Linked DNA regions of Mus musculus: region 2 is linked to region 1. The links are chromatin contacts, called in public promoter capture Hi-C maps. All regions are on one chromosome and are shown on one strand. Each heading gives the region's core, a stretch centred on a gene start, on an enhancer-like site or on the middle of the called end of the contact. The rest is flanking DNA. Distances are from core to core; before and after follow the strand shown.

Region 1 (4,815 bases), core at 718-3,217:
CTTTATCAATGTATTTCCAAATTAGTCAGTGTTTTATAGGTAACATTATTCAGAATTCTCACTTGAATTTAAAAAATAGTTAAATGAATTGCTAAGCTAAGAACTTCACTATTTTCTGACTAGACGATTCAGTGGTCCTGGAGTTGTGCCCAGAAGAGACTGAAAGGCAGTCTACAGGGTGTCAATCTTTCTGTTTTTCTGCCTCTGACTGTATAGCTCTGTCTCTGTTTCTTTGTTCCTTTTCTGTCTTTGTCTCAGTTTCTTTTTCTACTCTCTCTGTCTCTCTCTCCCACCCCATTCCATCTGTTGATATTTATTTTTCTGTGTCAGCCTCTCTAGAACTGGGATTACAGGTATGTGTCACTGTGCTGAGCTGAGCATTTTTTGCTTTTCCAAGCAATAACTGTAATTCTCTCTTAGGATGCTGTATGTACTTATGGGCCTGGGACACAGTAATTAGCACAATGTGAGAATGTCATACATGTGAGCTCTTATCAGGTCACAGAGGTTGTAGGGCAGGCCCTGGCTGATGTAGGGTGAGATGTTCATGCCCAATTGTTGACCCTCTTCTAACACAAAGGATGCATAGACTCTTCTTTGGCACTTCCTCAGACATTGGCTAAGCTCCTCAAGAGGTGGCTGGCTACCTCTGTACCCTGTGATGAGGTCAGAAAGTGAACATTCTAATGATGAATGAAGTAATTAGAGACCATGGGACTGAATATTTACATAGTTCTGCTGAGGAGTTCATTAGGTGTCACTCTAAAGACTCATGTAATGTACATTTTAGACACAAATGGAACATTCTACTACATGCATGATATGCTCCCATCCAAGTGATATGGTGAGGTTATATATTTGCTTGATACTTTTCTTCTTACAAGCCATTGATTCAGACACTACCTGATTACCTGATACATTTGCTAAACCTACTTTAGAATCAAAACCATACTGGACATATAAGGAGCCCTATGCAGCCTCATAAGGAGGTGGGCTTGCTCAGGAAGCCTGTCTGTTATGTTATGAAACAAACACCCAGATAGCAAACTCTGCATTTGGAACTTCTGTCTTGTCATTTTCTTATTCTCTTTTTGCAGGGCTTGAACTGCCTGCAATACCAACTTCTACACAATGGACTCTTAGGTGTCACAGATGATTCCAACAAAAGGAAGTGCTTTTCTTCATTACTGCACCATGAAGATTGCTTGGGTAGATTTCTACCAAAACAATATTGTGAATGTCTGACATAAATGCAGATGAGGAAAACACCCTGTGACTCCAGGGAGCAGATATTTGAGTGACAGACCAGTATTTTGCTCTCAGCTTATTCTATTATGATGCTAGCATCCAGTCTTGGTCTTTGCATTCGAGTCTGTCTTTAGATACTTCCTAGGATCAGCTGGCTTTGGGAAATGACTTTACTGTCATGGCTGCCTGCTAGCTCTGAAACCTAGTCCCATATCTTGCCAATGATGGAGCCATCCACATCTGCTTGAAGCCATGTGTCTGCAAATTGAAATGCATCTGCTCTCCTCCTTCCCCTTGGAAGCTTTCCTCGTCTGCTCTGCAAGGCACCAGGGAAGCATAAAGTCTATTTTTCACTTAAAAAAAATTAAACAAGGAAGAAAGCTATACCCTGTAAGTCAGTTCCTCTTTGAGAAAGGGCAGAGTTCATCCCATAAGTTTGCAAACATTGATCAGGGAGGGGAATGTGGTCTTAGAAACCAAACTTTCCAGATGGCAAGACAGAAAAAACCAAGAGAGTGGTCAGAAAACTACAAGGAGGTTTGAGCTTAAAATGTCTAGACAGTCACCAGGTCAGAACCCCATGACTTTGCAGATACTGGAAAGACAAGACTGGACCCCTGCTGTTCACAGCTCTCCACACAGCTACAGATAGTACAGGCTGGGAGAGGGGCAGGGCAAGCCCAGGGCAGACAATGGCCCAGGGCTACAGACAAGCAAATGTTTTGATAAGTGGAACAGTTAATAAGTGACAAGGTTATACAACTCAGGCCTAGGGACATTCTGTGCATTCTTGCTCTTTACAGAAAGACAAAACCCAAGTTGGTTTAAGTATCATTCTTATGGGCAAGAAACTATGCTTCCTGTAGGGAGACCATAGCTGTGCTTGTTGCCTGCCTGGCTGCCTGCCTTTCTCTCTGTCTCTTTTATATTTTCATCTATGTCACACCTAGATGACCCAGAGTTACTCTAAACAGGACTATCACCCTACTGTCAGTAATGAATTGAGGTGGAAACATTGTATCTAGGCAGCTGCTTTGCATTTTAGAACAATTAAAAATGATTTTAAAGTGTTCATATTTAATAACTAACAATAAAAAACTATGTGCCATCCCCAATTTGAATCTTGTTTAAATCTCTGTCTGTCCCTGAAGTCAAGAAATCCTTGTCTGCAATACATGGCTGAGGCTGGGGCTCAGATCTGTTAATCTGCTCTTAATCGTACAGCTAGTAGCAGCAGCCAGTCCTTCCCTTAAGTATATGGTCCTCCTTCCTATGCTACACAGACTCTCAGGATGGAGGGCTAAAATACTCTAGGTTGTTTCTAATTTTACATCTACTTTAAGCAGTAGATATGAATGCTATTTGAGATATGTATTTTAAATTATTGAGTTTATTCAGCCACAGGTGATCAGCAACCTGGCTGTGTGGTGAAGCTGCTGACTGTGGAGAGTGCTGAAGCAAGCCCTTTCTGTTACTTCGTAGGGTGATGTGTCATCGGGGTGTCACCTGGGCAAAAGGAACCATTGCTTACAGATGTCACTGCTACCTCAAATAGTATGCAGATGTATTTGTATATTGCCTTAACCAAGACCTGCGTAGCTGTAGGCCATTTGTTCAAGTGGGGAAGCAGCACTCTTAGATGGCATTCTACGGTGCTGACCCACACAGATATAGAAGGGTCGAGGAATCAGAAGCAACCAGGGAGTCATGATCGTCCCACACAAGGTCCATATCGCCATTGCATGTATAAGCTTGCTTTCTCTGGGCTCCTGGGATTGCCTAGACACCTGTATGTAGTGTATATTCAAAAAGTCTGCAGGCTCATAGCTTCCTTCCAGCCCTACCTGAATATTTATTTATTTATTTATTTATTTATTTATTTATTTATGCCTGCTAAGGGCCCTAGGTTGCCCCTCTGTGGATTTGGTCTAGTAGGAGTTCAAAGAAGTTGGCGCTGTTGAGGAAGGCAGAGCTTAGAATGAGAACCTACTTTCTCTGAACAGAGCTAAGCAGGCTGCATCCTTCATCCACTGGTCTCAGTTCTTGGAGGCCTGCCCAGAGTCTGGCAGCCAGTGACACTTCCCGCCCATGCCTTTCCGTTCCATAGGCTCAGAGCTCTATGCTCCAGAACCCTGGAATCCTAACTAGGAAAATAGCCCTGGTGAGGCTGGCCTCTCTAAACTCCTTTGTGCTGCCCTTTACCTGCAGCAACTGTGGGATGGGTACATAGTTGGCGAGTTAGAGACAGTCATCCCAAATTGTGTCTTACCGCATGCCTGAATTCTTAAGGCTGGGACACATGGCAAGTTTGCAGACAGCTCAGGGTAGAACATGGGGCGGGGGGGAGGGGAGGACTAACTCTAGCTTCAACTCAAGTATGGGAAAAGCCAAAGACTTAATATTTCCAGAGGGAATATTCTGCAGACTGGAGACTTAGAAGGGCTGATCTTGGTGGTGGATATTCCTGATTCTGGTGTGGAGTTTGCTCTGTTGCAGGACAGAGACCAGCAGGGAGGATAAACTGAGTCCGGCAGAAAGCCTTTCTGCAGTGCCCAAGGCTAAAGTGATTTCTGGGGACATTTTAGAAGTAAGAATAGAGATCTCTCCTTTGGTTTACTTTGTTTTATGTTTATCCAGGGATAAAAATAGCTTTAAAATTACACTGCGGCAAATGATCACAGTAGAGATTTAAAAAACAGAACAGGGAGCTATAACAAAATTAACACAGCCTGAACTTTTGCTTCCCTGTGCCTGTAGCTGTCTGTCAGCATCTGTCAATCTCGAGTTTACCCCTGCATGTTTCTTTTTCCATTGCTAACATCTTATCTACAGGACTCACTTCTTATTTGTTGTGTTCATGCAACTAAGCAGAGTATTTCCACGCATATACCAGAAAATGTACATGGTATAGGTAGATTCCCTTCCAAATCAGTAGCTATAGGTCTAAGAGAATCCCTTTCCCCAGATATGAGATAAAGAGCAGCAAACACACAGAACTTTTTTCCTGATTTTGAAATACCTATATATGCATAATAACAGGTCTCTGGACTTGAGATCCACATCTGAATGTTTATTCATGTTTCATAAACATCATTTACATAAGACCCTAAAGCAATATCAAATGTTTTTTATAATAATTTTGAACGTGGAACAACAATTTCTACAGAGTGAGCAATTCTGCCCTGTAGAATTTTGCTGGGTGCTCAAAAGGCGTTGGATTTTGGAATCTATTAGGTTGGGGATGCCTATCCTGTACTTAGCTTTCAAGCTGTCTCTCTGTTTAACCATCTTGGTCTTTCCAGAAGTGTCTAAAGAAGCTACAAAGTCAGTGTGCTTCTCCCTAAACACTTTGCATGCAGGTATGCCATTATCTAGTGTGCAATATTTATTTTCCCTCAGAGGTAAATTTTGCATACAATCTGCGTCTATGGCTTTGAGCATATCAGTTGAGCTTTGATAAAGCTAGCTTTGATAAAGGTTCTCTGCCCAGACAGAATACACAGAATACAAAGGGGACACTCCCTGCCCTTCCTAGTTACCTCCTTTCCAACTTCACCCAAAATGACC
Region 2 (4,815 bases), core at 1,023-3,522, 81 kb before region 1:
GGAAGGCGTGACGCAAATAGGAGGGAAAGGAAAGCCTCTATGCGGGAGAGTACAGGCCTGGCCAAGAAATGGAAAAGAACGGCTTTGATCCTCTGTAAAGTTACAAAAGACAAAGGAAACTATTCTGGACTAAGTTAAAACACTTGGGTCAAAATGCTTAACTTTAAGGCACATTTGATGGAGAGTTGAAAAAAAGAAAAACTCTATTCCTCCGGAAAGTGGAAAGTGCACAGCCCTAGAGCCCACATTCCAACCTCCTCAACAAAAGGCGCCCCCAACTCCACCCTGCTCAGCACCCCTTCTGCTGAGCACAGAGCTCCTGTCAAGCTAGCAGAGTCTCCACCGGGTAGGACAGGTGCGGACCGGGACCGCAGGCCGCTGCCGCCTGCAGGGCCGTGGGCAGCCGTAGGGGGCAGTACAGGTGCGCCGCGCCGGCGGTCTCCGGACCTCGGAATGGCTTGGCTGGAGCCGCGGTGGAGAGGGGCGCCAGCAGAAGGGGCGCCGCGGGCTGCACCTCGGTCCCGCGCGACGCCAGCAGCGTAGGCTCGCTTGCGCCGTAAGCACAGAGCGGTAGCAGAGCGCCACCGGGCGCCGCGGGAAGGAGCGCGGGATAGGCGCGCAGCGGCGGGCAGGGAGCGGCGCCCCAGGGTAGCTGCACCCCCAGAGCCGAGTCGCCGTCGCGGCGGCTGCGAAAAGGCTTGCTGAGAATGCTGTCGATGGCGAAGGAGCTGGAGAACTTGCTCGCAGGGCTGGAGCGCTCCTCCTGGCGAGCCGGCGAGCGCGCGATCGGGGAGGAGCGGGCGGCGGGCGCGGGCTGCGGGGTCCCGGCAGGTCCGGGTGGGGCTTCCTCCGGCCGCAGCCCGGACGCGGAGACTGTGGTCCGGTGGCTGAGGCGCTTGCGGCGGCGGCGGAAGACCCCGTCGGCGAAGGTGTATTCGCTGTTGGGGTTGAGCATCCAGTAGTTGTCCTTGCCCCAGGGCCGCGAGGGGTCGCGCAGCACCTTGACGAAACAGTCGTTGAGCGAGAGGTTGTGGCGCACGGAGTTGCGCCAGCCCGTGTAGCTGCCCCGGAAAAAGGGGAACTTGCCCATGAGGTACTCGTTGATCTCGGCCAGTGTCAGGCGTCCGCCCGCGGAGTCGCGGATGGCCATGGCGATGAGAGCGATGTAGGAGTATGGGGGCTTGGGCCGCCGCGTGTACGGCTTGCTGCGCGCGCCCTCGCCGCCGCCCACGCCGCCCGCGCACGGCCCTGCCGCGGAGGCCTGCGTTCTGCTGTCATCAGTTGCCTCCGGACCGTCTTGGGCGCTCGGCCCGCCACTCGAATTCCTCTCGCCGCCGCCACCTTCCAGATCCCCGGCGCCGCTGCCCGCCGCCGGGCTGTTGGCTGCACAGTCCCCGTCTGAGCCTAAGGAGTCGTCACCAGCCGCGGACAGTGGAGATGGCACGTCGCTGCTGCCGGCCCCCTCCAGATCGCTGCCCATTTTGTCCCCGTGGGCTGCGCGTGGGACGAACACCTCCAATTTCATGCCGGCGCTGGTGCTTCCAGTCCGGCACAGTTACCCCTTTCCTGCGAGGTCGTAGGAAGCGAGTGGCGCCCGGAGTGGCGATCCCGTGGCCCGCTGAGTCTGTCTTCTCCTGGGAGGGACCGCTCCTGCGTCTTTCCGAGAGAGACGCTTTTCCGAAAGGTTCTCCTCCGCTGGGATTTTTTTTGGGAGGGGTTTTGATTGTTGGGTGAAGTGAGGAGTGGAGTGATAGAAGTTGGTGCAGTGCTGTCCTTACTCCGAGGTTTAGAGACTTTGAGCGGAAGACAAGCGAGGAATGAGGGGCCACCCTGCGAAGCGGGGGCCAGGACACACCAGCCTTAGGATTTCGTGCTGGGAGGACCGAGCCGGCGCTTATGCTATCGGTCTGGGCGTCCAAAAGTGTTCCTTCGCTGGATGTCTAGGTCTCAGGCACCGACCTGACGTCTGCTGGCGCACCCGCTACTTTTGAGGATAGGACGTCTTCAGCCTCGAGAGCCCATAGAAAGGAGTCTTCGAGGCCGCCGCACCCGCAGCCGCCTTGCCACCCCCGGCTTCCCGGGCAGCATGTCCGCGCTGGCCGGCCGCAGCAGAATCTCGCCTCCACCTTCGGTCCGGCCCAATATAACCCTGCGGCGGCTCCGCGCGGGCGGGGCCTGGGCGCCCACGGCCAGGGGGTGGGGGAACTAGGTGGCCGAGGTGGCCGCGGCTCCCCCCAAGGCGTTCATCAGGCCGAGGCCACGCGGCGGCGCGGCCACAGAGTCTCCGCGGGCGCAGGTTGTTTGTTTTGGGTCTGGCCGGCCCCGCCCTTTCGGTCTCGCCAATGGGGAGCGAGCGCACGGCTAGGGTGTGCGCGCGAGTGTGCGCGCCTGTGCGGCTGCCCCGCCCGCCCCGCTGCGCAGGTAGGAGCTTCTGGCTTCCCGCGGCCACCGAGTGGGTTTCTGCGCCCCCCGGACTCACCAAGACGATTGCTCTCCTATACCTGGTAGAGCTGACACTTTTTGGACGCTCCAGAGAGACACCTAAAAGGGCTTAGGCCGAGGGACTGGTTGCATAGGTCTGGCCGCCGTCCTGAGCTGCGCGCTGCGTGCAGCCTGCGGATTTTTTTGGCAAGGAGAGCCAATATTCTTAGGAAAGGAAATCCCTGGTGATAATTGAATCGCTGAACTGCAGACACCCCGTGGAACAGCCTTTGCATTGACCTCTTTCGTGCCCTTCCTCTTACTTCCTCTCTATGGCCAACTTTACCCCTTGTAACAAGTAAAAACCACGAGCTTGAAATTCTATGATTCTTTTTGGTTGATCGTGCCTCTTGTTTCTTAGCCGGCTTCCGACTTTCACTTTTATTTTGTCATACCTGGCTGGAGGCTCTGGGGGGAAGGAGGCAACGCCCCATACTTTTACCGGGAGGCCGCTTTGCAAGAGAGGTGCCCGGCTCTGCCTGCCTTGAGTCCCTTCCGAAGTCTTGTGACGTGGGCTTTGCCCACAGCCATGCAGTGCCCGGGTCTAGCAATCAACAAGAATCACGGGAGGATGTGTGTTCCTTGGGGCATGAGGCAAAGGCAAGGCGTGTTTATCGCTATTTGTCTGCAACTGTGCTCTAGAACTTGCCTTGGCTTTAGTGGCACGGGTGTCAAACAGGAAAGGAGGCCTCTTCTGCAACTCCTCCGACTCCCTGACAACTCTGTGTCAGTTCTCCAAGGAAAGGGGCCTTGCACTAGGAAGGGTGCACTTTTGACCCTATGCCTACCACGCCAGCTTCCTCCTTCTTCCTGCTTTTGTTGCGAATAATGTTGAGGCTGCGACTATGTGGGAGAGCATGTTTGAAGTTTATTTTATTACTTTCCACCATTTGTGTGGAAAGCATACACAAGCTTCTCTTCTCTTAAGTCAAGAAGCCGTAAAGGCGCTCAGAATGCAGTGGGCATCTTGACAGCCAGCAGGAATCTGATGTTTTGTAGTATGCAGGGAGTAACTGTTTACCACGTGGTGCGTTCCTCCAGCCTCGAAAAACAGCCTCTTTCAAGGGGTTCCTCTTAGCTCCTGCCCGCAAATGGATGGTCCCTAGGTCCTGGCCAGGGGAGTGCGTTGGGATGAGAATTAGCCCAGTGCAAGGTGACAAAGCATTGATTTGGCCAGGGATAAAAGACATTGTTAATGAAGGTTGTCCTTATTTGAACTCAGCGTGCCTGTTTTATGGAGGAGATACATTTAGGAGGGTTAAGACTCAATAGGCAATAGGCAATAGGGAGATTCCAGGCCTAGGAACACCAGTGGCTGCTAATCCACTCACTGCCAGTCCACCTCACTGCCAGTCCCGCACTTCATCCGTCACCACCTCTCACTAGCTGCAGCAGATACTCTCCTTACCTTGATCTTGGTTAGGCGAGGAAATGCCTATTCCTCGTCCCTATTAAGCTGACTGTTGGGTTTGGAGCTTGTGATGGGGGAGGAGAGGAGGATGGAGAATTCTCAGCTGGGGTGAGGGTGGGGCAACTCTTTCTACTTTGAGAGTTCTTTGGGAGGTTGGAATGGCTAGGTAAGATACTACCCATGGACCACTACGACGACTTCGGAGAGGAAGACCCCAGGAGGAAAATGGCTGGGTCCAGCTATCTGGGAAGGGGAAGAGGAACCTGGGAACTAGGATACAGACTCCATCAAGATGGAGTCTTGTCTTTATTTCTTGGCTGTATATCCTATTCTTGCCCCATCGATACCATGTGCTGAGAAAAAAGTTTGTCTTAAGTTAAAAATCACAAATAAAACTCTTCTATGCGGTTGCAGTTGATTTGACTGTTTTGAGCTGATGTTTTGTGTCTGGAGAATTCATTCACCTTCTATGGATGATAAAGGAAAACAGCAAGAAGAGAAGAAGAAAGATGTCTGTTTTCCGAATCTCTATCCCCACACCCTTGAGGTTGGGGTTTCCAAGTTTAAAAGAACAGACACCAACTCCTCGTCCCCAATCTCCAGTTTCTTCACAAATTCCCCCCCCCCCCCATTTTTTTTGATGATGTCTCCTTTAGCTTTGTCTTTGGGGATTCTGATAATTGATGGATTGATAAGTGCCTGTGGGTGGTGCCTGACCAAGTAGCTGAGGTTGCGAAAGGCTTACTAGCTACTTCTCTTGCCCTTTAATTTTCAGGGAGATGAGTAGCTGAGCTATGTGGAGGAAACACTCAGATCTCTGTGACCTTCTTTCCTCCCTGAAGTGGGTTTTATGAAGAGAGAAGTGAAGCTGTGGACGGCAACAGAAACTTACCTGTGGACACTGTTCTTTTCTTAGTGGGGTA

What was found. Promoter capture Hi-C pulls out the DNA fragments that hold promoters and counts their contacts.
Region 2: a contact with region 1 is called in a promoter capture Hi-C map of liver, with 2.4 times the contacts expected there. The contact joins the promoter of Foxq1 here to the enhancer-like site in region 1. A contact is called at or near these places in 3 of 39 promoter capture datasets (hippocampal neurons and liver), 17 of 484 Hi-C or Micro-C datasets (the AML12 cell line, CD8 T cells, Sertoli cells and 9 more), 9 of 115 datasets of contacts at active chromatin or transcription factors (differentiating embryonic stem cells, embryonic stem cells, extraembryonic endoderm stem cells and 6 more) and 3 of 9 other capture datasets (adipose tissue, liver and pancreatic islet).

Annotation. Positions count from the first base shown.
Region 1 is chr13:31,474,498-31,479,312 of GRCm38.p6, reverse strand. No RefSeq gene overlaps it. Among named protein-coding and RNA genes, the nearest start is that of Gm23351, 50 kb to the right of the region's middle. Within about 2 kb of position 1,967, at least 30 of the 459 cell types and tissues checked have an H3K27ac peak or open chromatin away from gene starts, as enhancers often do. A contact at or near this core is called in hepatocytes, hippocampal neurons and liver, where this site is marked.
Region 2 is chr13:31,555,627-31,560,441 of GRCm38.p6, reverse strand. It overlaps Foxq1 (forkhead box Q1), which reads right to left and starts at 2,272. Exons shown (of 1, transcript NM_008239.4): 1 at 1-2,272. The coding sequence starts at 1,525. The coding sequence ends at 323.